7 separate regions of the Mus musculus genome follow, and regions 1, 2, 3, 5, 6 and 7 are each linked to region 4. Evidence: chromatin contacts called from public Micro-C and promoter capture Hi-C data. All regions are on one chromosome and are shown on one strand. Each heading gives the region's core, a stretch centred on a gene start, on an enhancer-like site or on the middle of the called end of the contact. The rest is flanking DNA. Distances are from core to core; before and after follow the strand shown. Region 1 holds the start of Isca1 (iron-sulfur cluster assembly 1). Region 2 holds the start of Macroh2a1 (macroH2A.1 histone). Region 3 holds the start of Lect2 (leukocyte cell-derived chemotaxin 2). Region 4 holds the start of Hnrnpa0 (heterogeneous nuclear ribonucleoprotein A0). Region 5 holds the start of Golm1 (golgi membrane protein 1). Region 6 holds the start of Slc25a48 (solute carrier family 25, member 48). Region 7 holds the start of Tut7 (terminal uridylyl transferase 7).

Evidence for each region. Promoter capture Hi-C pulls out the DNA fragments that hold promoters and counts their contacts. Hi-C and Micro-C count contacts between places; a contact is called where the count stands out from the background.
Region 1: a contact with region 4 is called in a promoter capture Hi-C map of pre-B cells. The contact joins the promoter of Isca1 here to the promoter of Hnrnpa0 in region 4. A contact is called at or near these places in 10 of 39 promoter capture datasets (3T3-L1-derived adipocytes, the C10 cell line, cranial neural crest and 5 more), 1 of 484 Hi-C or Micro-C datasets (pre-B cells), 5 of 115 datasets of contacts at active chromatin or transcription factors (double positive thymocytes, embryonic stem cells, large pre-B cells and 2 more) and 1 of 9 other capture datasets (adipose tissue).
Region 2: a contact with region 4 is called in a Micro-C map of the G1E-ER4 cell line. The contact joins the promoter of Macroh2a1 here to the promoter of Hnrnpa0 in region 4. A contact is called at or near these places in 1 of 39 promoter capture datasets (liver), 1 of 484 Hi-C or Micro-C datasets (the G1E-ER4 cell line) and 2 of 115 datasets of contacts at active chromatin or transcription factors (embryonic stem cells and pancreatic cancer cells).
Region 3: a promoter capture Hi-C map of the 3T3-L1 cell line shows a contact between it and region 4, with 3 times the contacts expected there. The contact joins the promoter of Lect2 here to the promoter of Hnrnpa0 in region 4. A contact is called at or near these places in 3 of 39 promoter capture datasets (the 3T3-L1 cell line and liver) and 1 of 115 datasets of contacts at active chromatin or transcription factors (pancreatic cancer cells).
Region 5: a promoter capture Hi-C map of pre-B cells shows a contact between it and region 4. The contact joins the promoter of Golm1 here to the promoter of Hnrnpa0 in region 4. A contact is called at or near these places in 4 of 39 promoter capture datasets (the HPC-7 cell line, cranial neural crest, liver and 1 more) and 1 of 9 other capture datasets (liver).
Region 6: a contact with region 4 is called in a promoter capture Hi-C map of liver, with 3 times the contacts expected there. The contact joins the promoter of Slc25a48 here to the promoter of Hnrnpa0 in region 4. A contact is called at or near these places in 1 of 39 promoter capture datasets (liver), 1 of 484 Hi-C or Micro-C datasets (liver) and 1 of 115 datasets of contacts at active chromatin or transcription factors (pancreatic cancer cells).
Region 7: a promoter capture Hi-C map of pre-B cells shows a contact between it and region 4. The contact joins the promoter of Tut7 here to the promoter of Hnrnpa0 in region 4. A contact is called at or near these places in 6 of 39 promoter capture datasets (the 3T3-L1 cell line, the C10 cell line, hematopoietic stem and progenitor cells and 2 more), 3 of 484 Hi-C or Micro-C datasets (CD8 T cells, the G1E-ER4 cell line and pre-B cells), 5 of 115 datasets of contacts at active chromatin or transcription factors (epiblast stem cells, large pre-B cells, microglia and 2 more) and 1 of 9 other capture datasets (liver).

What each region holds. Positions count from the first base shown.
Region 1 is chr13:59,768,138-59,771,312 of GRCm38.p6, forward strand. Isca1 (iron-sulfur cluster assembly 1) reads right to left here and starts at 1,652. Exons shown (of 4, transcript NM_026921.4): 1 at 1,487-1,652. The coding sequence starts at 1,567. Etohd2 (ethanol decreased 2) reads left to right here and starts at 1,829. Exons shown (of 2, transcript NR_015349.3): 1 at 1,829-2,209; 2 at 2,790-3,175.
Region 2 is chr13:56,133,995-56,136,880 of GRCm38.p6, forward strand. Macroh2a1 (macroH2A.1 histone) reads right to left here and starts at 1,556. Exons shown (of 9, transcript NM_001159513.1): 1 at 1,352-1,556.
Region 3 is chr13:56,546,878-56,550,181 of GRCm38.p6, forward strand. It overlaps Lect2 (leukocyte cell-derived chemotaxin 2), which reads right to left and starts at 1,661. Exons shown (of 4, transcript NM_010702.2): 1 at 1,440-1,661; 2 at 1-17. The coding sequence starts at 1,485.
Region 4 is chr13:58,127,229-58,130,200 of GRCm38.p6, forward strand. It overlaps Hnrnpa0 (heterogeneous nuclear ribonucleoprotein A0), which reads right to left and starts at 1,328. Exons shown (of 1, transcript NM_029872.1): 1 at 1-1,328. The coding sequence starts at 1,085. The coding sequence ends at 168.
Region 5 is chr13:59,674,241-59,677,193 of GRCm38.p6, forward strand. Golm1 (golgi membrane protein 1) reads right to left here and starts at 1,544. Exons shown (of 10, transcript NM_001035122.2): 1 at 1,487-1,544.
Region 6 is chr13:56,437,055-56,440,117 of GRCm38.p6, forward strand. It overlaps Slc25a48 (solute carrier family 25, member 48), which reads left to right and starts at 1,301. Exons shown (of 8, transcript NM_177809.4): 1 at 1,301-1,481. The coding sequence starts at 1,436.
Region 7 is chr13:59,821,791-59,825,099 of GRCm38.p6, forward strand. Tut7 (terminal uridylyl transferase 7) reads right to left here and starts at 1,320. Exons shown (of 27, transcript NM_001373962.1): 1 at 843-1,320; 2 at 1-320. The coding sequence starts at 289.

The DNA of each region.
Region 1 (3,175 bases), core at 402-2,901, 1.6 Mb after region 4:
CTAGCCTCATGGGACTGAGCAACTACTAGATCCTTGGACTTCCCACTCACAGCTGACCATTGTTGAGGAGTTGGACTACAGACTGTTTAAGTCATTGTAACAAATCCCTTTACTATATAGACTATCCATAAGTTCTAGAAACCCTGACTAAAAATACACACAGCCCAATGTGCCAGCCCATCCATTCTGTCCACGACTGGCATCAGCTAACAGATAGCTAGTGTTTATGTTTTATGTCACACCTTTCCTGGCCATGGCTGACTTCTAGTAGATGTTGCAGAATGTCAGACTCCCTGCTGTCAGGCTGATGTACCGGCCAAGCAATACCTAACTCATATTACTCTTGTTTGCTAGTTATCTCTCTCTCACACTTTAGGCCGTTGGTCACCTCGTTGCTTTTGCATTTGCTATGTGCTGGGGTTCAAAATGTTTACCAGACACTTGAAAAACAAGTACGAACCACGACGCCTGCCAACAGCTGTGCCTATGAAAATCAGGGAAAGGTGATTCTAGGACCAAGCCTAACACCACAGACTCTACAGCTGAGCTAGGCAGCGCGGCAGAGGGTGTGAATTGAGATCTACTATACATAACGAAACAGAAGATTACAAAGCACGACACAGGCCAGGACTGTGCAAATGAGATGTTACTCCTGGAAGGAATGGCCTACGGAGGGTGCGAGCCAGGCAACTCAATTATTTCTTCTCATGAAAAACAGCGGATCATGATAATGTATGCTTATGAGGTAGAAACGGGGGCAGAGGGGGGGTGTGAGAAGGGGCGGGTCGAAATTTCCCAAGTAACATGCAATAGGCCAAATGGTGATTAAAAAAAAAAACAAAACAAAACTAAGCAAGCAAACAACGACAATAACAACCACCACCTATCCTGTGCTCGACTTTTCTGGAATTTATTACTTGTAGGAGGATTCTACTCTATTCTCAGTAAGATGAGCATAGTTTGCACAATCCTAGAATCCATGACATACCTGCGGTGACGAAAACTAGCTGGTCCCGGAGGGAAAAGCAACACAGAATGCAGTGTGATTACTGGGGCAAACTGAAGGGCCAAACAATGACCTATCCTATAAACAGATTATCTCACTTGTTCACGACTCCCTTCTATTTTGCTTCAACTAACTATTGGCAAGAGCCCCTCTTAGGACTCTGGGTGGAGCGGATTCCGCGGTGGCGTCTGGACCGAATGAATCCCGGTCTCACGCTGTCCCGATCCTCTGGGGCTGACGCCTCCTGGGAGGTTATGCGGAGCCGCGGCGTTCCCTGTGTGACCTTTCTCCGGGAACGCCGTGACCTCGGCGGCAAACTGCCGTCCTCCGCCCCGGCCGCCCGGTGGCAGCGCACACAGCCCGTCCGCCCCATCGAGCTCCGCGCGCGGCCCGCCGGGAGACCCTAGTCCGCGTCCAGGCTCGCTCTGCACCCCGGGCCGCCGCCGCCACCACCTCCCTGCGGACGCCGAGGTGACTCACCAGTGTGAGGGCCGCCCGCGTGGGCTGCAGTTTTCTCTTGCTCACAGCCCGCACGGTGGCGCGGACCAACGACGCCGACATGTCCACGTCGCGGCACCCGCAGCCTCCGGCTGGAGCGTGGGGACTCAACTTCTCTCCATGGACACGGCGGGCACTTTGACGCCACAAGCTCCTGCGCAGGCGCCACAGGCCCCGCCTCCCGTCGCCCGTCCCGCTCCACCATTGGACAGTCCGGGTGAGTGACGGGCCGGGCCGATTGGCCGTCATCACTGACGAGGCAAGGGAGGTGACCTGTGACCTTGCGGGCTTCGCGGTCACTGCGCTAGCGGAAGTGGGATGGCTCCTTCCGTATGGCGTACACTAACGACAGACCCCCCGGAAGTGGGGACACGGCTCTGTGACTCTGGAGCTGCTTCGATAGTAAAGCAAGCGGGTAGACACCATACGACAGGTTTCCAGTTATTGAAATGTCACTCTTGTGTAGCAGTTTGTGTCAAGAAAACTGAGCACGTACGTAGCTACCAGCCTCGCATGGAAGCACGGGCATGGTGGCTCTATCCGAGCCTCTGAGAGCGAGCGCCCTGGGCGCTACGTTAGCATCGGTTCTTGAGTCCCGATCCCGGGCCCCGTGCACATTTGGCTAGCCTTTCCTGCTAGCCGGTCCCATTTGATTAGCTGTGCGCCTGTCACCACGCCTCGGCTTCCTTCGCGGCCCGTGATGACGTAAGAACGGGAGCTCCTTTATCTCGGAGCAGCAGCTGGCCCCGTGCGGGAACTGGGTGGGCGTGGGGAGTACTGAGGGGTTTGCTACCCCTGATCGCCCCCTTATGGTTCCAGGAAGGCCGAGGGAGGGAAATGGATTCGGCCTCAGGTCTAGACGGAAAGAACAAGTGTTTTCTTTTCCAGTGCGATCTCACTGGTCTGACTAGAAGGGGCAGTTTCCCCGTCCGAAATGGGGACTTTGCCATGCTGGAACACTGACAGAGTAAGACAGACATTGTACATTCTGCCTAGACCTGCCCAGGAGCTAAGAAAATGTTCTGACCCTTTCTTCATAGCTTTACAAAGAGTGGGCACACCATGTTTTCAACTCTATTTTTAGTGTCTGAAAACTGTGAACCCCACTCGGTCATTGATCTCTCTCTTGCAAGGATTTTGTTCCACTTGGGAAGATATCCTCTCCTTAAGATAGAAGCCACCTTTGAAGCAAAAGAAAAACAGACTGATTTTTTTTTTTTTTTTTGGTTTTTCGAGACAGGGTTTCTCTGTACACTGAAAACACATCTTTTACATCTTTTACCAGGAAGCTTGCCAAAGCAGTTCACAGTGAGCAAGAGACTGTTAGAAGGTGAAGATCGGGTGTTCAGAACTCCTGCTGTAAAAACTGGATTCTGAGTTTCCGCTGTTTTAGAACAGAACAGGGCATCGGCCCTGGCCCTGCGATCGCTTGCAGAGGAAGCTTTGACTTGGCCATGGCTGCGAGCCTGCTATCTTATCCGCTGAGAAGCGTGCCTCACTTGTCTAATGGTATCAGTATAAGCCATCAAAAACACCAGGCTGCTGGGCAGAATTTTTTTTAAGAATCAAAATGTAGGAAACCTTTTTAAGGCTAGAAGAAAACATGACAATTCTGTTTAATTTTAGGGGTAAGTACACTCCTCTCCCTCAACAACCGACAAAACATCCAAG
Region 2 (2,886 bases), core at 306-2,805, 2.0 Mb before region 4:
AGACTCCTCATCCTTAAGGGGAAAAAATCCCCACAAGTTGAAAAGGTTGATCGAGTCAGAGGTTGTGTGTAAGCCCAGTTGCTGTTGCTCAATTGGTCAATTGTGGACAAGCTGTAGTAACTCCAGTAGCGAGTATGAGGGTGTCCATTTCAGAACTAACCGCAACTTTGACTGCACACCTTAAGGTGAACCTACAGGAAATTTAGTTGGGTTTGGACTTTTGTCTTCCACTCCAGCACAGACTTTCAAAACTGGGACTCCATGCTGCAGTGTCTACAAACAAAACACTTCCTCTCTTTTAACAGTAAAACCTCAAACCACAGAGGTGTCAGCAAGAGGGAAACCGAAGAGGAGAACCCCTCTAATTGTCTATTCTTCTAAGCTGTTTTATTAGATCGTTAAAATCTTACAAAGACTTCATAATGATTGTAATTGTTGGAGACGAGATCTGCCTCAACTGCTTGTTCAAAAGTTACACCGTCAAACCTAGAAAACACTTTCCCCTGCATTTCTTCAAAGACTCTTTCAAGCAATCTTCTGCCCAGCAGTGAGATATCGGTGGTCTCTGCAGGAGTGGGCGCTGGGCTCAGCATCTTGCACACCTGTTGTCAGGTGACACCGTCAGCAGCATCCCGCGCCTCCCATCTCTACTCACCCCACCCCCAGAGACTCTCAGCTGTCCCTCTGCGCGCGGGGAGCCTCCAGTCTTCCAGAGTCACCTTAAAAATAACACCTCCCCAGCACAAAGCAAACAAAAGGCGAGCGAGAGCCGCGGGGCTTCCATAGCTCCTCTCCAGCCCGCCCCGGCCTGGGATTCCGTCCGCGAGTGGTCCCCAGGCCTCGCCTGCTCAGGCCTCGCGGCGGGTGCCCCACCAGCCGGCCTCACAACGGCCTGTGGCTCGCGCCCCACTTTATTGTGCCCGGGAGGGCACGCGCGGGCCGGCGGCGCACGAGCAAGTAAACTCTGAGCACAGCAGCTCCGGGCCCGGGCGGAACGGCTGGTCACGGCCTCCGGGCCTCGGTGCCCTCGGGCCCACGCCATCCCTGGCTCTCCCTCCCGGGCAGAGGGGGAGACCCGATCAGCCCCTTGCCCACAAAGCGCCCCGGCGGGGGTAGGGGTGCGTCTCCGAGCGAAGTTGGTTTCCGGGTTTGCTTTCCGAACAAAACCATCCGGACCCGCACGCTGCCCCGGGCAGGGCCTTGGCGGACTCCGGGCGGCCCGAGGTCCGAGGGTAACCGCCGGAGCTTCCCGGGCGCCAGGCAGTGCCCCGCGCGCGGCAGCAGTCGGGCGCGCGGGGCCCAGACGGGGCGGACCGGCAGCCTGCGGCTCCGAGGCCCGCGCGGCACTTACCGGGCGGCTGCACGGTGAGGGGCCCGAGGCCGGTCGGCCGCTTGCGCCGGTCCGCTCCGCACTCCTGCCTGGCCGCCCACGCCTCCTCGCTTCCCGCCCGCGCGTCCCGCGCTCGCGCCCTCCGCCCGGCTCCGCTGGAACCAGTGAACTGGAACCACTCGCGGCGGCCCCGGGATTCCCACAATGCACAGCGCGCCGCTCGTCACATCCCTTCCCGGCCTCGCGCGTCCGGCCACCCCTCCCCGCGCCACTCGGCGCCCCGGCCTTGACCCCGGCCTGCCTCGGGCCGCGGACGCCAACGACGCCAGCCTCGGTTGTACCCAGGCCTTGGTGCTCTGCGCCGCCCCCCCCCCCCGCCCCCAGGCATCGGTCTGCGCGCGGGAGCTGCAGGGGTCCGGCCTCAGAAAGGTGCCTGTAGGTAGCGCGGCTCTGCAAGCGTCTGCTGTGAGCACCTACTGTGTGTCTGGTGTCCCCTTGTCCCCAGTAGCCTCGTCCACAAAGAGGGAGGGTAGAACAATTGCTGTGACCAGGGATCTTCTTCTGCCCGGTCAGCACCAACTCCGCGCCTCAATCCAGCCTCCTGACTTTTTAAATACAAGGCAGCTGTGTGCCCCAAGATCAGCTACCGTAGCTCAACTCCCTTGATCAGTGGGATTCTACAGAGCTGGCCTCAAAGTCTGGTCTTGCTTTGCTCGTGGAATCGGTTAGCTACCTCCACCAAGCAAACGTTTGTTGACTACTGGCTCCAAGTGGAGACTTACTGATTTAAACAGTTGATACTTTTATTACATATTAAGGTGGTGGGGTGGGTGTCAGCCAGAGAAAGGGCAGCAACATCTATCCACAAAACTAAAGACTCTCCTTCAGGCCCAGGCTACACTAGAATATTAGCAGGTTTTTGGTTTGTGACCCTTTAACAGCTGGGCCATCTCTCCAACCCTAGCGCATTTTATAGACACAAAAAGCATTGTCTAAAGCCCCTGGCCCATGCATTCATTATTTCAAGTAAATATCTGGGACATTCTGCACACCATGCATAAACTTGAGTGTAGTTGTGAAATGGTGAACAGAACTGGCAACTCCCACCCCACCCCACTCCACCCTACCCCCATCCCGCTTTCCTGGAGCTTACAGTCTGGTGGGAAAAGAAAGGCAAGAGACAAAGGAATCACACATTACAGAGTATAAATTCTCAGAGGAAACAAGGTAGGAAAAAAAAATCCTAGGAAAGGTAAGCAGGGGTGTATTTGGTAGTCTTGAGGCTGAAGAGATGGATGGCTCCGTGTATAACAGCACTTCGTGCTCTTGCAGAGGGCCAGGATTCTGTTCCCAGGATTCATTTGTGTGGTCCTGATAACTCCACTGGGGGGGGGGGGGGGGCTCCAGTGCACTCTTCTGACATCCATGAATATCAGGCACCACGGGGTGCACATACACACAAGTAGGCAAAACACTCAAACACACAGAATAAAGTAAGTCCATCTAACCTTTTAAAAAGAGCGAGTTTCAGTAAGAAAGAAACATTTCTGGAAAGG
Region 3 (3,304 bases), core at 411-2,910, 1.6 Mb before region 4:
CCATGGTCCTGCTAGGGCTGCAGAGGAGAAATGTGAGTCGTGGGCAGCCTGTGTTTCTTCTGTATGTCTCTCCAGGACACTGGGGTCTAATCCCACCTCCTTTGGTTAGTTTTTCCTATGGATAGCTGATTCAGATATAAAACATAGTCCCCTGGCTATGTAATTCTGTGGGATATAAAATCCTTATTTATAAGTAGGAGCCTCCATTATATCACTGCTTGAAATTGTTCATGAATACAAGGTATATAGTGTGCTTTTCAATGTTCCTTTGTTTGCTACCAGATCTGTGGACCGCTATGGCTAAGCGAAAGAAAGGAGCTCAGCTTAAAAAACAGACAAACCGTAGGAAGCTGTGCAGGAACCTCAAAATGGTTTACAATCAGGTCTAAGAGTGGCATCCAAGCAAATGTTCAACTCACAAATGAGCCATACTCTGAACGTGCCCACTTCACGCAGCGTGAACTAAATCTTATTTTCGCAAACATAGAAGTGGATATTTGAGACAGGATCAAAAGTGACGAACCACAGTTAGCCTGAAGTGAGACCCAGAGGATGCTGGGACAGGAGCTGAGATGACTGTGTGAAGGTTCCGAAGAGTAAACACGGTCAGAGGCGCTGTCTCTCTCACTATATGCTGTGCAAACTTTTAAGTGCAGCTTACCCTTTACTCTCTTAAGTAATGTTAGTCGTATTGAATCCCTGAGTCCCAGAATTAATAGTCACAGGGGTACAGTTGACAGTTTTAGCCTCTCACTTTGAAGCAAAAGCAAGAGCCTGCTGATTTAATGATTGGTTTTCTTTAAAGCCATTTTACTCTTCACTAATATATATGCTGTGAAGATAAGCTACAGGATATGGCTATTAAGTGTATTCATTACTATAACTTCGAATGTGAGTCTTAGAGCCTTCTAATGTGGAGCTAAGCTTCAAATGAATGCTATGATCAGGTTATAGCCGTGCGGAACCAGCATTGTCCTGGCATCTGAGGAATCTCGTGGGGAGCTTTGTCTTGCCTGCTGGGAGCACCAAGGGGACTTTGCCTTCATCCCAAGCCAGCCTCTGCATCAGGAACTTCCCACATCTAAGTCTCACTTGAGACTTTCTTCATCTTCTAGGGGTTTTGGTGAGGAGAGGTGGGGCTGGGGGAGGTGTTAGTGATTAAGTTCCAGGCCAGGACTCAAGGCTTGTCTGGAAGTCTCCCTGCTCTGAGTTTACATTGCCTGAGTGAAGAATCAGAGCATCAGGAAGAGATGTCAGAAAAATCCACCTGCTCCATCCGCTACACCATCCCCACCTACTCCACCTTTACTTGTTAATACAGAATTTCATGTTGCATTCTGCTATGATTGACTTTTAAGTCTATGCCTGAAGTCAGGGGTAAATTGGGTACATAATTCCTAAGTTAGCCAGGATTCTAATGTCGTCCTTGTTGGACTTACCAGAGGAAAGCAAAGCAGCTGAAATGAGGATTGTTGTGGGAATCATCTAGGTTCTGCTTCTTGTTTCTTCCTCTAGTTAGACCTGCTCCATGCACACAGGGTCACCCCCGGAATGAGTGAATCTTCTCTGGTAATTTATGTCTCTCCGAGATCTAGTAAGAGACACAGAAAGCAAGATGAGTCGGGTTAAACTGTAACATTCCGTGGAGAGCTGTCTGATCCCACTGAGACCTCGGCCGGCCAAAGCCTTTGATCTGGAGAAGCAGCCAACGCTATCAGAAATACTGACTAAATATTAACAGGAATGATAAAGCTGGATGCAGATTGATGCCTTTTGGTTGGGGCTGGAGGGTGAATGGTGGTATAGTTGTTACCGTCTGCTGGAGGCCTTTCTTCCTGTGGATCCTGCGTGTTTCAGGAAAGAGCTGACTAGTAACACTGGAGAACTCTCACCAAGAGCAGCATACATCTTAGGTGGGGTGGGTTTTCAATCATCCAATTAGATTTCATCTATGTAAGATTTATAGATAACACTGCCAGTTCCATAAATTATGCTTGTTTCCTTTGAGCATGTGCTTTTAAATGCTTATAATGGTGGATATTAACACCCAAGGAATCTACCGGTAGATGAAATTATAGTCGAACTATGAAATAGGCCATTCAATGGAGTATAAGAGCTTAAATAAAGACTATATACATATTAATAAAGTTAGATCCTAAATAGACTATTGAATGAAAAAGCACTTCTAAAATTATGTATCATATACTATATTGTTTCTTTAAATCTTCCAAACAAAAAGTGTTGCCCTTCATGAATGTTGCCTGTGTAATAATGATACAAACACACGCGGCACAGGCTGGAGAGGGGTGAACTGTGTGGAGAGTCACGGCGACCTAAGCTCTAAAATACTCTGTTTCTGAAAAAAAAAGTCACTGGCAACTCCACAAAACAATTTGTCAATTGTTGGAGACATGGATGCAACATTCTCTAATTCCCTCTGTACTTTTTATTTATAATTAACATTTTCTGAATCAGAATTTTCATATATAAACTACCAGCTCCTCCTTACCCTTAACATCGGATGAGGACTAGGCTTTTCCATGAAGCCCCTTCCCTTGCATACCTAGTCAGTAGCTGTAGGAAACTTGTGTTGTAACACTTCCACATCTGCAGCCACACCCTAGCCTGTGTCTTCCTGGACACTTCCCCAGCCCTTGTTTTTGGCTCAGCTCCGTGGCTTTGACCAAGTGAGTCAGAGCTAACGGTATGTCCCTGCAGCCTGGCCTGGTCTTTGTCACTGCACTCTGCTTCCGGTGTTCTGCCAGTGCCAGGGTGACAGGCTGCCCCAAGGACACAATGTGGAGCCACATGCAGCAGAGACTCATGGCTGAAGACACCCCAGAACATCCCATTACAGTGAGCAACACTGGATGCCACTTGAAGCCAAGGGGGCTATAACAGTAACAGAACCGTGCAGGTGAGGCCGCAGGTGACTTCACACAGCTTTTCCCAGAGTATGATGTGCACAGGGCCACCCCAGTGCAGGTCTCGCAGAATTGATTCTGAACAAGAACAAGAATAGATCACTGCGGAGAAACAGAATCCAGAAGCAGGCTCAGATGCATACAGTATACAGCACACAGTAGGTGCACCACTTCAGACTCTCCTGGAAAAGGAAAGGATTCGGCAGCAGGGAGACATCTGGGAGGAAATAGAAGCTTGATCCGCACATGAAAGTGGACCAGCATTACCATGCAAGAGAGGAAGGAAGGGGAATTGTAGACCATGAAGTTCACATAGGATTTCTTTTTTTCAGTTTTGGAATAGATTAGGTCTTTCAATGTCTAAAACCCCAGAGACTAAA
Region 4 (2,972 bases), core at 78-2,577:
ACAAAAATGTGTGTGTGTGGGGCCGAGTCCACCTTCAGGGGGGGTAACGGGCAGGCAAGCGGGGGGTGTCGTGCCCCCCAGGGTGAGCGGCTTCCCCCGAGGGCACCTGGGGCGGGCGCGGAGGGCGACGATGGCCGCGCCCGCCGCCGGCATCCGGAACCCGGCTTCTAGAACGAGCCTCCGCCGTAGCCGCCGCCGTAGCCGCCTCTGTACGGTCCACTGTTGCTGCGGCCGCCCCAGCTGCCGCCGCCGCCGCCGCCTCCGCCGCTCTTCATCGGCCCGTACGAGGACTGGTGCTGGCTGTAGCTGCCGAAGCCGCCGAAGCCGTTGCCGTAGTCGCTGCCGCCGTATGAGCCGCCGCCGCCGCCACCGCCCCCGTAGGCGCCGTAGCCCCCGTAGCCGCCGTAGCTGTTGTAGCCGCCGCCGCCGCCACCGCCGCCCTTGGCCAGCCCGTTCTGGTCTCGGCCGCCGCCGCCGCCTCCGCCGCCGCGGCCCCGGCCTCCGCCGCGCCCGCCCCGGGCCGCCCGCGCACCCCCGCCGCCCGCGTGGATATCCTCCTTGGGCACCGCCTTCTTCACCTCCACGCGGTGGCCCTGGATCGGGTGGAACTTGACCACCGCGGCCTTGTCGGCCGCGTCGTGGCTCTGGAAGTAGACGAAGCCGAAGCCGCGCTTCTTGCCCGACTGCTTGTCGGCAATGATCTCCGCCTTCTCCACCGCGCCGAACTGCGAGAAGTGCTCGATCAGGTCGCCCTCCGCCACGTCGCCCTTGAGGCCGCCCACGAACAGCTTCTTCACCTTGGCGTGCGCCCCGGGCCGCGCCGAATCCTCCCGCGACACGGCGCGCTTCAGCTCCACCGTGTTGCCGTCCACCGCGTGCGGCGACGCGGCCATGGCGGCATCCGCCTCCTCCACGTTCGAGTAGGTCACGAAGCCGAAGCAGCGGGAGCGCTTCGTCTGGGGGTTCACCACCACCACGCAGTCCGTCAGCGTCCCGAAGGCCTCGAAGTGGCCGCGCAGCCCCGACTCACTCGTCTGCACATTGAGGCCGCCGATGAACAGCTTACAGAGCTGCGAGTTCTCCATGTCGGCCGCCCGGGCCCTGCCCCCGCCCTGCGCGCTCCGCCGCGTCGCCGTCGCCCGTTAGCGGTCGCCGAGGCCTCGTCCGAGCCCGGGCCCGGCCGCCGCCGCCACCGCCGGCGGGGAAGGGGCGGGAGGGGGAGGGAAGGGGCGCGCTGCCGGCCCGAGGGCGAGCCGAGGACGCTGGAACCCGACCGGGGCCGCCGCGGCCGCCACCTCCGCTCCCCTATCGGGACACCACACAAAGAGGCCGCTGAAGGCGCGCGCACCCTCCCCGCGCGGTGCGTCACAAGCGACGCCGGGACGCCGGCCAATCGCCTGGCCGCTCGCCTTGGTCCCGCCCACCGCGCCGCAGCGCCGCTCTCGGTCGCGGCCTCCCCGCCCTCCGCGGTTTCCCCACCACCCCGGTCCGGGCCTGGGGCTCCTCGGCGACCGCCGCTCCTTCCGCCTCCGCGCTCGCACTCGACGCGGGGCCGCGGGGCCGCGGGGCCCGGGAGACCGCCCGCCAGAGCCCTCCGCGCGTCTCCGTGGAGCGTTTCCTGGCGACCGCGCGGCTGTTCCCGCAGTCGTCCCTCCCTCCCTCCCCTCGCCGGATGCCCAGGCCCAGCTCCGCAGTGGCGTTCGCGCCAGCCCCTTGAGGGACGTGACCTGCCGGCCAATCAGCGGCTGCTCCTCAGACCCACTTCCGTTTTCCGCTGCCGCGGGACGGGCGCGCTCCTCTCGAGCACTGGCCCGGCGCCTCCCGTGCGGAACCCTCTGTCGCCCGCACGCTTCGTCCTCGCGGGAATTCTGGCCGTTCCCAACGGATCAGCCCGGGTGGCCCCCGCGCGGACTTTTTAAAAACTTGACTGTTGGGGGCCGGCCCGCACCCGGCGTCGGCTCCCCTAGGGGCGGCACAAAGATGGAGGGCCTCGGCCTGACCCCAAGGCGGTTATTGGCCGTTTACGGTGGGCTGGTGGCTCCATTAATCCAATGCGACTCTTGCCCCGTGCCACTCTGCCCGCCGAAGCAAGCCCATGAGAGGGAACACCACCAAAGCCCTTGAGACCGGGTAACCCAGACCAGGCCCGAGCCAGGCCTGCGGTAGCCGCTGGCGATGCTCCGCCCTGTGAACTCAGCAGCGAGCTCCTGCGGACATGTTCCTTGCGAGCCACGCAGGATTTATTCGGCCCCATCCTTACACTGCTAGCCTTGAGCCAGGCTGACCTCGAACTCCCAAGCACTAGATTATAAGCATGCCCTATGAGATTTCCTATTTTTATTGCCTTCTCACCGCCATCCCAACTGTGGTTTGGGAATTAAACCCAGGGGACTTAACTAGAGTTGGAGCAGTGTCCCCCGACACGTCCTATCCCCATTCTGTCCCGTTACTTCTCATCTCCCTCATCTGGTGCACCCCTGTGACCTGCAGCCAGCAGCTTCTACTGGGCTGCCAGCTTCGTGAATATGAACAGCCATTTTGCCAACTTTATCCATATAACTAGATTTTAAAAAAAAACTGTCAGGGACTGTGCTTAGTGTTCACGGATAAGATCTCAATTTCTACAGTGTCTTAGGGTTGTAGAAATAAGGCAAGCTGGGAAGGAACGGCCTTATTTGGTTTACATTTCCAGATCATAGTCCATCACTGGAGGAAGTCAGGACAGGAACTCAAACAGGACTGGAACCTGGAGGCAAGAGCTGATAGAGGCTGTGGAGGGGTGCTGCTTGCTAGCTTCTAGCTTCACAGGGCTTGCTTCTCCGACTGCTTTAGTATAGCACACAGGATCATAAAGGATGGCCCTCACCACCCACAATGAGCTAGGCCCTGCCCCACTGATCACCAATTGAGAAAATGCCCTCCAGCTGAATCTCATGGCATTTCCTCAACTGAAGTCCTGTTCTCTCTGATGA
Region 5 (2,953 bases), core at 294-2,793, 1.5 Mb after region 4:
CAGGACTTCCAGGGCTGCTCTGCAGGCCCAGGCTTCCTGCAAGCTCCCTCCCTCTGTCCTCCAACTGACTCACAGAGGCCAATTCCTAGGTTCCATCTCTACTACTTCGGGTTCTTTCACAGGACACTGGCAGGCCCTCCCTGCTGGAAGTGGCGGGGAAACACAAAGAGCTCACTGCTCTTTGTGCCCTAACCCTGAAAGCAAACAAATGCGAATCCTTCCCAACCCCCACCAGTAACTAGGCTTGTCACCAGTAATTAAAAAGCAGATGGATTTCAAGGTTTAACAGCCAAAAAAAAAAAAGTCACAGTGTATCATACCCCAACCCTCCACCTGCCCCCACTCCCACCCCAGGATCCCATGCAAACAACATTTCTTTCATTTTATATTGTACAAAACTCATTCATTTCAATGTGTAAAATTGTACAAATGTGCAAAAAAAATGTGCAGAATGTAATAATTGTTCCTTAAGAGACAGAACTGGTGCCTAAAACCCCAACATATTTTCTTAACATTTCCTAAGAATTCCATTTACTGTCCAGTAACACTTTCAGGAGCGTGTGCCTGACGAGTCTTCACACTGACTACGGTTTTCTCTTTGCAAAGGAAAAGGACTCTTGCCAGTAGCTGGGACTTGGTTGAATGCTTCTCTAAGATGACTAACGATAGCTGGGACGCCCAGTGACAAGGCTTGTGGCTTCCCAGGCCTCCAGCCCTCACCTTCGGAAATACAACTAACTGTCCAAGCGACCCAAGAGATGGCCATTCATACACGCTCAGCCATTGCACTGCGCTAAGCGGCTCAGCAAACTGGTGTGCACGTCACTCCACTCCCGCTCCTGAAGAACGAATGTTCCTAGGTATGTGAAAAAAAAAATGTAAGGCCCTGAGACCCCCTAACCAGACAAAGAAAGCCTCAAGTCTTGAAAGTCAAAACAGAAAAAAAGTTATTAGCACACGTTGAGATGATAGCGGAAAACGGCTAGCCCACACACAGACTTTCCCGACCTCACTATTCGTAAATTGCTAGGAAGAACTCCTCAAAACTGGGACTGTTTCCCGATCTTGTTTTACATTCTTAAAGTAACCTCTAACGGTTTTAAATACAGTGCAGAAAAGAGTATCAAAATCCCAGCGACTGCTCCCAGAACAGAGCAAAAGTTGTTAGGGTGTTCCACCCAGGCAAGAAGCATCCTAGAAAGCCGGCTGCAGCTGCCGGTGGCTGGCGACCGACCCTGCACCCGGGGGACTCAGGGGCCACTTTGCAGGGTCTGCCGGGGCGGGACGAGGGCAGGAGGAGGAGAAAAGAAAGGGAGGAGAGGACGAGAGGGAAGACAGTCGGAGGAGAGGGAAAGAGAGATGACGAGGAAGGGAGGGACGGAGAAGCGGGGGAGGCGAGGGGAGGAGGCGGCGGCCGAGAAGAGAAGCGAGGAGCGGGAGCAGAGGCGCGGGCGGTGGCCGCGCTGCATCCCACGGGAGAGCTCACCTGCGGGGCAGCGAGGCGCTCCGTCCGCTCGTCCGCGCGGTCTCTGCCGAGGACGTCTCAGGCGAGCGGGCGGGCGGGCACTTCCGGCGGAGCCGCAGCCCTGGCCCCGGCCCCTCGGCGCCGCCCTCCTCCTCCAGCTCTCCGCCCCGCAGTCTTCCCTGTCCGCCACACTGCCAATGGTGACCCCTGAGGTTACTTGCGGAGAAGCAGGATTTTGTCTTTCCGGACAGCTCTCTCTATAAAACCCAGGCAGGTCTGGAGCTCGCTGTATGGAACAGGCTGGTCTCGAACTCACGGAGCCTTTCCGACCTCTGCCTCCGAATTCTTAACTCTGACGATATTTACCAATCATTGGTTATTGCCATGCACGGTCCTAAATTCTGACCCTGAACACTGGTGTCAATCACACGTTTTAAGCCTCCCCGCCCCCCCCCCCTTTTTTTCTTTCTCACTCCGGCCCCCACTTGCTCAGGCCCTTCTAAGTCTCCCTTTCTTAATGCATGGCTAGGGTTGTAGAAGAATCTCTCTTTCAAGGCGTCCCAATTTTCCTCTCTAGGTAAGGAAACCTGTTCTACCCTGAGCATTTCTTGAATAAACAATAAACACTTGAGCAGTGACTGGAATCATGCATGTAATCCCAACGCTGAGATGGAAAATGTTCTCTATTTTGTTTTCCCAAGAGACAACTTGTGGTTGTTTGGCTTAGAATGCCCCACCCCCACCCCATTACCTGATACATTTGAACGTCTGCTTCCTGGTTAATGAACTGCTTAAGAAGGACTAGGAGGCGTGGCCTTGTTGGGGTAGGTGTGTGTGTGTGTGTGTGTGTGTGTGTGTGTGTGTGTGTGTCACTGGGAGCGGGCTTTGAGGTTTCACAAACCCAAGCCAAGCCAGGTCTAGTCTCCCCAGCCTTCTGGCTTGTGGTTGTGGATAAGATGTAAGATCTACAGCTCCAACAAATGCCTGCCTACTGACACGGTCCCCACCATGATGGTCATGAACTGACTCTCTGAAACTAATGAGCCCCCAATTACATCCTTTCTTCTATAAGTTGCCTTGGTCATGGTATCTCCTCACAACAAAAGATCGGTGACAGTGGGGCATGGTGGCACACGCCTTTAATCCCAGCACTTGGGAGGCAGAGACAGGCAGATTTCTGAGTTCGAGGCCAGTCTGGTCTACAGAGTGAGTTCCAAGACAGCCAGGGCTATACAGAGAAACCCTGCCTCGAGAAAAAAAAAAAAAAAAAAAAAAAAAGATCGGTGACTAAGACAAGCTTTTCTAGACAGGACTCTCAGAGCAGAGGGAAGTTGTTAAGGACACTCCTACCCAGTGGTTTATAATTAGAAAACACCCAGACCTGCACCGGTGGAGGAAGTGCCTGAAACCTTGAGGTTATTAATCCAGAATCAGCTTCCCAGAGTGTTCTCCTGAGGGGTTCTTGGCCACGAAACCATATGGATAAAT
Region 6 (3,063 bases), core at 51-2,550, 1.7 Mb before region 4:
GTCATCTCAGGAGGGGGATGGAGCAGCAGTGGCTCAATGTGTGTATGTGCATGCATGTGTATGTATGTGTGCTGTGAATGTGTATGTGTGCTTATGTATATGTATGTACATGTATGCATGCACACATGTGTATGTATGTGCATGTATGTGTTTGCATGCATATATATGTGTGTGCACACATGTATGTGCTTGTGTGTATATATTTATATGTGTGCATGCACACCTGTGTGAGTTGTGTACAGGTATATCTATGTATGTGTGTGCATGTGAGTGTATATGTGTGTGCACGCATGTATGTGCATATGAGAGAGACAGTGTGTGTGTGTGTGTGTGTATGTGTGGAGAACCTTAAGTCTCCTATGCTGTTTCCCACTAAGCTGTCAAGTGCTCCTCCTGTCTATGAGGACCCCCCCCCCCCCACTCAACTCTGAAGTTCCAGGCACCCAACCATGTCAGGCATTTGTATGGGCTCTGGGACCCCAAACTCAGGTCCTCATGCGTGCACAGCAGGTGAACTTTCCACTAACCCATCTCCCCAAACTGTTGTGGATAGCCCTGGGGATAATTATATTTGATATTAATTCTGGTCTCCTGTGAGTGGATGGGAACAAGGAATGAGTCAGCCAGCACTCAGGTGGTTTCCTGTAAACCTGCTTCCCACCTTAATTTGTAAAATAAAGGCGAGCTGCTGATTGGGCAGATAAAAGGGAAGGTGGAGTGGAAGATGAGGAGAGAGAAGGAGGAGAAAATGGAAGGTGAAGAGCAGAAGCACATGGCCTGGAGAAACCTCAAGTTCTAAGGGGTCTCATAAACTGTGGAAGATGGTAGTGGAGTGGTAGATCTGCCCAATCTAGGCGCACAGCATGTATTCATATTAACTGAGTCATGTTTTCATTGCCCGGGCATATTTGGGAGGAGATTTACTGCAACACCAAACCTTCCGTTAGTAAGTGCAGGACTGTTTGCTTTAACACAGGTGAGTCTTCCAGGTGAGTTCTATTGCAGGCAACATTTGGTGGTTGTAAAGCGTCCGTCCCTCTTTCCGTCTTTTGATGAACTTTGCAAACTGTTAAACAGGGACCGGTTCCTCTGGCTGGCGCTTCCACCTGAAGACTCAGAAGCTGTACTGTTGGGGAGAGAGTAGTGTCAAGAAGAACCAAAGGAATTCCCCTAAGAGACTGGGGCCCCGCCTCCTGGATCACACCTTGTCGAAGTGCTGTGCCTTTAAGGTCTTTTGGGGGCGGGTTGTCAGCCACCCGCCCTCATTCGCTGACAGCCCGAGCGCGGGTGGCTGGAACTCGGAGTTTAGAGAAGAACTTGCAGGGTGACGGAGTCGCGCCTCTGCTGTGTTCCTGATCCGGTGGGGCCATGCCCGACACACACTGAGCGCGTGTAGCGCCGGCTGCGGGAGGGCGAGGCGCACGCCGTGTCGGTCATGGGCAGCTTCCAGCTGGAAGACTTTGTGGCAGGCTGGATCGGAGGTGAGTTTGCTTGCGAAAGACCACCCCCACCCCCGCACCACAGGGCAAACTGCCCGGCGGCGCCAAGCCAGCTGTTCGCACCCAGTGTGCTCAGTGCTTTGCATTGCCCATCCAGGAGTGAGCTACGCCTGTAGCACCGGGTGTCCCTAGCCCAGTCCGCTTGGCTGGTCCTGAGTTCCCTCCTAATTTGTGAAGCCAAGCTCTTTAAGAGTCACATCGATTTTCTCGAGCTTCTGATTTGCCTCAACTTAGGCTCCAACGTAACTCGGGTCCCATAATGATTAAACCGCTGGTCAGGGCAGACAACCAATGGAGTCACCCAAATATGCGCACACCCTTCAGTGACCGGGGGCATACCTGAGTTGGTGACATCTCCAAGTTACTAGCGCTTGGGTTAGCGCTTGGTTTGGCAGCTGAAATCCGGGTCTCAGGGCGGCCAAGAACTTGGACTTCAAGATCAGGTTGTCTTAAGGGCATTGATCCTGAAGGGAGCGGAGCCCGCAGGGTAGGAAGTCGAGCGCTGTGGTGTAGTGGCTCGCGACACTACAGCTGAGAGGAATCCCTCTGGTTTGGCCGCCTTCAGCACCCCCATCTTTAGCTCTTCTGAACTTTTTGGTACCCCACCCCAACCCCTCAGCTGTTGCTAGGTTCACCACCAAGCCGGAGTAGTTAACAAAAGTAAAGTTTCTGAATAAAGTCCAGCTGGAGCTTGCTGTGTCCTGAGGTCTCTCTCTGTCAAGTCAGAGGCTGAGAGCCTGAGTCTCTGCCTCAGGCTCCCTGCAAAGCCGGTCTCATAGCCAGTCACCTGCAACCCATGGACAGGATGCTTAGCAGGTTCCAGGTAGGCTGAAGTACCTGTGCTGTGTCTTCCAAGGTTTGTATTCTCCATTAAAAAATGCCTCCAGCTCAAGTGTATGATTTGATGATTTTTAGTAACTCCATCAAGAGGTAAAACACCCCTCTAAGCTGCAGAGTATTTTTATGCCTCATCTTCCCCGTGAGTCACAGTTGTGCCCCTGCCTCTCAGAACAGCCACTGTCCTCTACATTTGCTTTTCTTGGCTATTGTGTATTGAATCCTGCATCCCGTGCCCTTTGCTCCGCTTATGCGTATTTCTCTCATTACATAGCAACCCCAACGAAGTAGGTGCCTTTACAGCCTTATTCAGCAGATAGGAAATGGAAATATAGAAGAAATTGGTGACTTTCCTAAGGTGAGCATCTGCAGGCACTAGGACTCTAATCCAGGCAACAGGGCACCAAGGGTTTGCCTAGGGCCTTGAAAGTCCTTGAAAGTCCTTGAACCCCCAAACTTGCCTATAGCAGTTGTCTTTCTTAATGACACTGTGCAACAAAATTTCACTACAATATCCTCCACATTTGTTTGAAGCTCAGCAGACTTTCCAAGCTTCGGAAACTACTGCCTTAGTACCCTCCCTTTTACTTTGCACCCCTGATTTCAGGTAGGTGGTAAGGGTGAACAGGGAGGTGCCTGTCTGCAGCTGACTCTGAGCTACTTCTCCAGATGTGGGGATACCTGCCCTGCTCTAGGCAGGGAGACGAGGTACCCTAAGAGCTGAGCC
Region 7 (3,309 bases), core at 70-2,569, 1.7 Mb after region 4:
GATCTTTGTGGTTATCATTCATCCAAGCAGGCTGACTGTAAATTGGGTTTTTAAATGCATATGGATTGCTGGAAACCCCATACAGTCCTTTCCTGGGGGTGTTCCCATAGTTCCCGGGTGATATCTTCTTTTTTGGAAGGCCCTTTTCCATTTTACTGCTATGGCCTTTAGCATAATCATCCATTATTAAATAATCTTGTTGGGGATGGCCCCTTCTGAAATCATCATCATCAATAATTCCACGGTCTTTAGTGCGCTTCACAAAGTAAGGTTTTGCTGTATCTCCCATGGTCTTTGACTTCAACTTTCTTACTTTGTACCTGAAAGAAGGCATTGGGGGAGGGGGGAACAAAACAAAATTGTAAAATAATATCATACCAAATACTCAAAGTAACACACGGGTGCCCTGAAGCCTTTATCTTCCCCCATTTAAAAATTAAATTGTTACCACATTCCTAATAATTAATGCATTCCAGAAGTTACAGTGTTCATAAAAACTGGTCCTTATTTAATACAAAGACTAAATCTGAAGACACTTCTATAGTCTCAGAAACTAAAGAAGTAACTTCTATGTAACGAAAGCACCTCTCTTCAAAGTAAACATCCTAAGTCAACACTGTTACAAAACTCCCAAATCTATTTCTTTTTTTTAAAGTTGGCAATTACTTTTAGGTATCAAAGTAGCCGAAACTATGTGAGCAGATTTCAGTTTCGATCAGCCCCCACTCTAAGCTTCGCTTTTCAACCCGGCGCGACCGCTGGGCGAAGGGACAGCACTTCCCACTAAGGTACCGCTCTAAGGGTCCAGGCTTCCGACCAAGGGACAACGCCAGCTGACTTACCCGACTTCTCAGTCCCCAGCCCCAGACAAGTCCAGTTTCGTCACCAACCACAATCCTCCGCAGGATGACACTCCTTTTCCTTCCCCATTCGGCTGCCCCACCCCTGTGTGCCTCAGTTTCCACCAGCGGAGTCCCCAGGCGAAGGAGGAGGCGGTTCCGCGCTACTGGCCACGAAGCCGCCGTGGGGAATAGGAAGCAGGAAGCGCCCGGCCATTGACAGGGTTCCGGGGTTCCCCGGACCAGGGCCGGAGCCCCGACACAAAGTGAAGACGCGGACTCGAACCCGAGGGCTCCGGGCGCACAGCCGGGCCGAGGCGGCCGGAGAAGGACGGCGCCAACGTACCTCGGGGCCGGGCAGATACGCTTCTGGGGGCGGGGGGAACCCACGGGCCCAGCCCGGAGGCGAGTCCCGGAGGGACGCGACGAGACGGCGCCCCGGAGCACTCACCAGCGCCGCTGCGGTCCCCCGCCGCTTCCTGTCCGGGCCCGGCTCCTCACCGTGTTTTCCTTCAGCCCCACTTCCGGCGCTCAGCGCCGTCTCATTGTGCGCGATTGGAAGACTGCGGTGTCCCCGCCCCGCGCTCCGCGGCTGGCCGGAAGCGCGCACCGGAAGCGCGCGCCGCCCAGGTTCCTCCCAGCGCCGGGGGCGCGCCGCGGGTGCGGGCGCAGAGGTCCGGGGTTGCTCCCTAGCTACCTGCGAGATCCGTCGCCCAGTGCTTTCGGGTTCCCCCGACGCCCCTCTGTGGCTGCTCGGGAAGCTGGGTCTTTTTATAATTCCGAGTGGCTCCAAGTTTCAGTGAGGGCCTTGTGAACGACCTTGAAGGAAGTTCAGCGGCCTAAACCTCTGGATTAAGCTCGACCTGGGGGTAGAAAGAGATTCAACTTTTTTTTTTCTTTAAGAACTAGCAAACAGCCGGAGAGTGGTGGCACATGCCTTTAATCCCACTTGGAGGGAGGCAGATTTCTGAGTTCGAGGCCAGCCTGGTCTACAGAGTGAGTTCCAGGACAGCTACGTCTACACAGAGAAACCCTGTCTCAAAAAAACAAAAAACAAAAACTTAGCAAACAACACAGAGTTGCTTTTTTTTTTTCTAATTGAACATTCATTGTTATCTAAAGTGTCCTACATGCCTTGAAAGCCTCAAGCAACTAATGAATAGAAGTGCTGGAAAAAATAAGGCAGTTTTCATTTCTACCTCTACAAAGTATAAATTTAAATCCATTGGGTTCTTTAGCCAACAGTCTTAAAGTGAAGAATGCATACAGCCTTTGCTATTCCAAGAAACTGTCTTTAAAACTGTAAATAAATACTAACTCAATCCTACTAGTTCAGGAAGAAAGGAATACAATTGAAATTTAAAAAGCAAAAGAGACATAGCTAAATGGTTGATATTCTACAACCAACTTGTTTTGTCAGTTTCCTCTTGCTGTGTGGGTTTGGGGATTTCTGAGTTCAAGGCTAGCCTGGTCTACAGAGTGAGTTCCAAGACAGCCAGGGCTACACAGAGAAACCCTGTCTCGGAAAAAAAAAAAAGTATTTACATTCCAAATGCTGCATCCTGGTTCCCCCCTCCCCCTTCCTTTCCCCAGGACCCCTCCTTTCACCTCTGAGAGGGTGTCCCCCCCCCACTTCATTGCCCAACCCTGGTATCATAAGGCACATCCTCTCCCACTGAGGCCAGACAAGCCTTCCCAGAAAGCCATCTTTCTCTAGGGTCCCACAGCTAGTAGCTGTTCTGAATATAACTTGAGAGTTCCTGTCACTGACAGTAAAAGTTCCATGTATCAGACTCTGACCACCAAGCAATGTAGACGTATTAAGAGAATGAGGGGGCTGAGGGAATGGGTGAGAAGATTTGCTACTTTTACAGAGGAGCAAATTTCACTTCCCATCACCCAAGGTGGTTGCTCACAGCTGTCTATAACTGGTCTCCTAGGGGATCTGACACGAGTGGACTCCACCAGCACCTGCATGCCCACACACAGACACACACACACACAAGGACACACACACACCCTTCAGAAAGGACGAAGGTACATTAGAAAGTACTCTAGGGGAAAAACCAATGGCAAAGCTTGGCCCTTAAGGAGACCTGATTGAAATCCAAACCTTCACCAGCGGGAAGCATGTGTTCTTAGCAGCTCTGTGTGACTTGAAACATACTCTTAAAACATTTGTGATAGCCTCTTATGTAGATGTCTTTTGTTCTGAAAATTCATCGGAGCCAAACTAATAATCTGTTTGCCAGGCAGACAGTGGCATTTCATCGAGTCCAAAGGGAGCTGACGATGCATCATTATATTTATGATGGGCCAAAGCCGCGTCACCACACCCAGGTGAGTAATCTCTGAAGTCCTGGCTTAGGTAAGTCCTTGGTTCCTAGAACCCTAGAGGAAGTACACAGCACACACTGTTCTAAGGATTTAGAATATTTTATATGCATTCTCTTCAATATATATCCGTAGT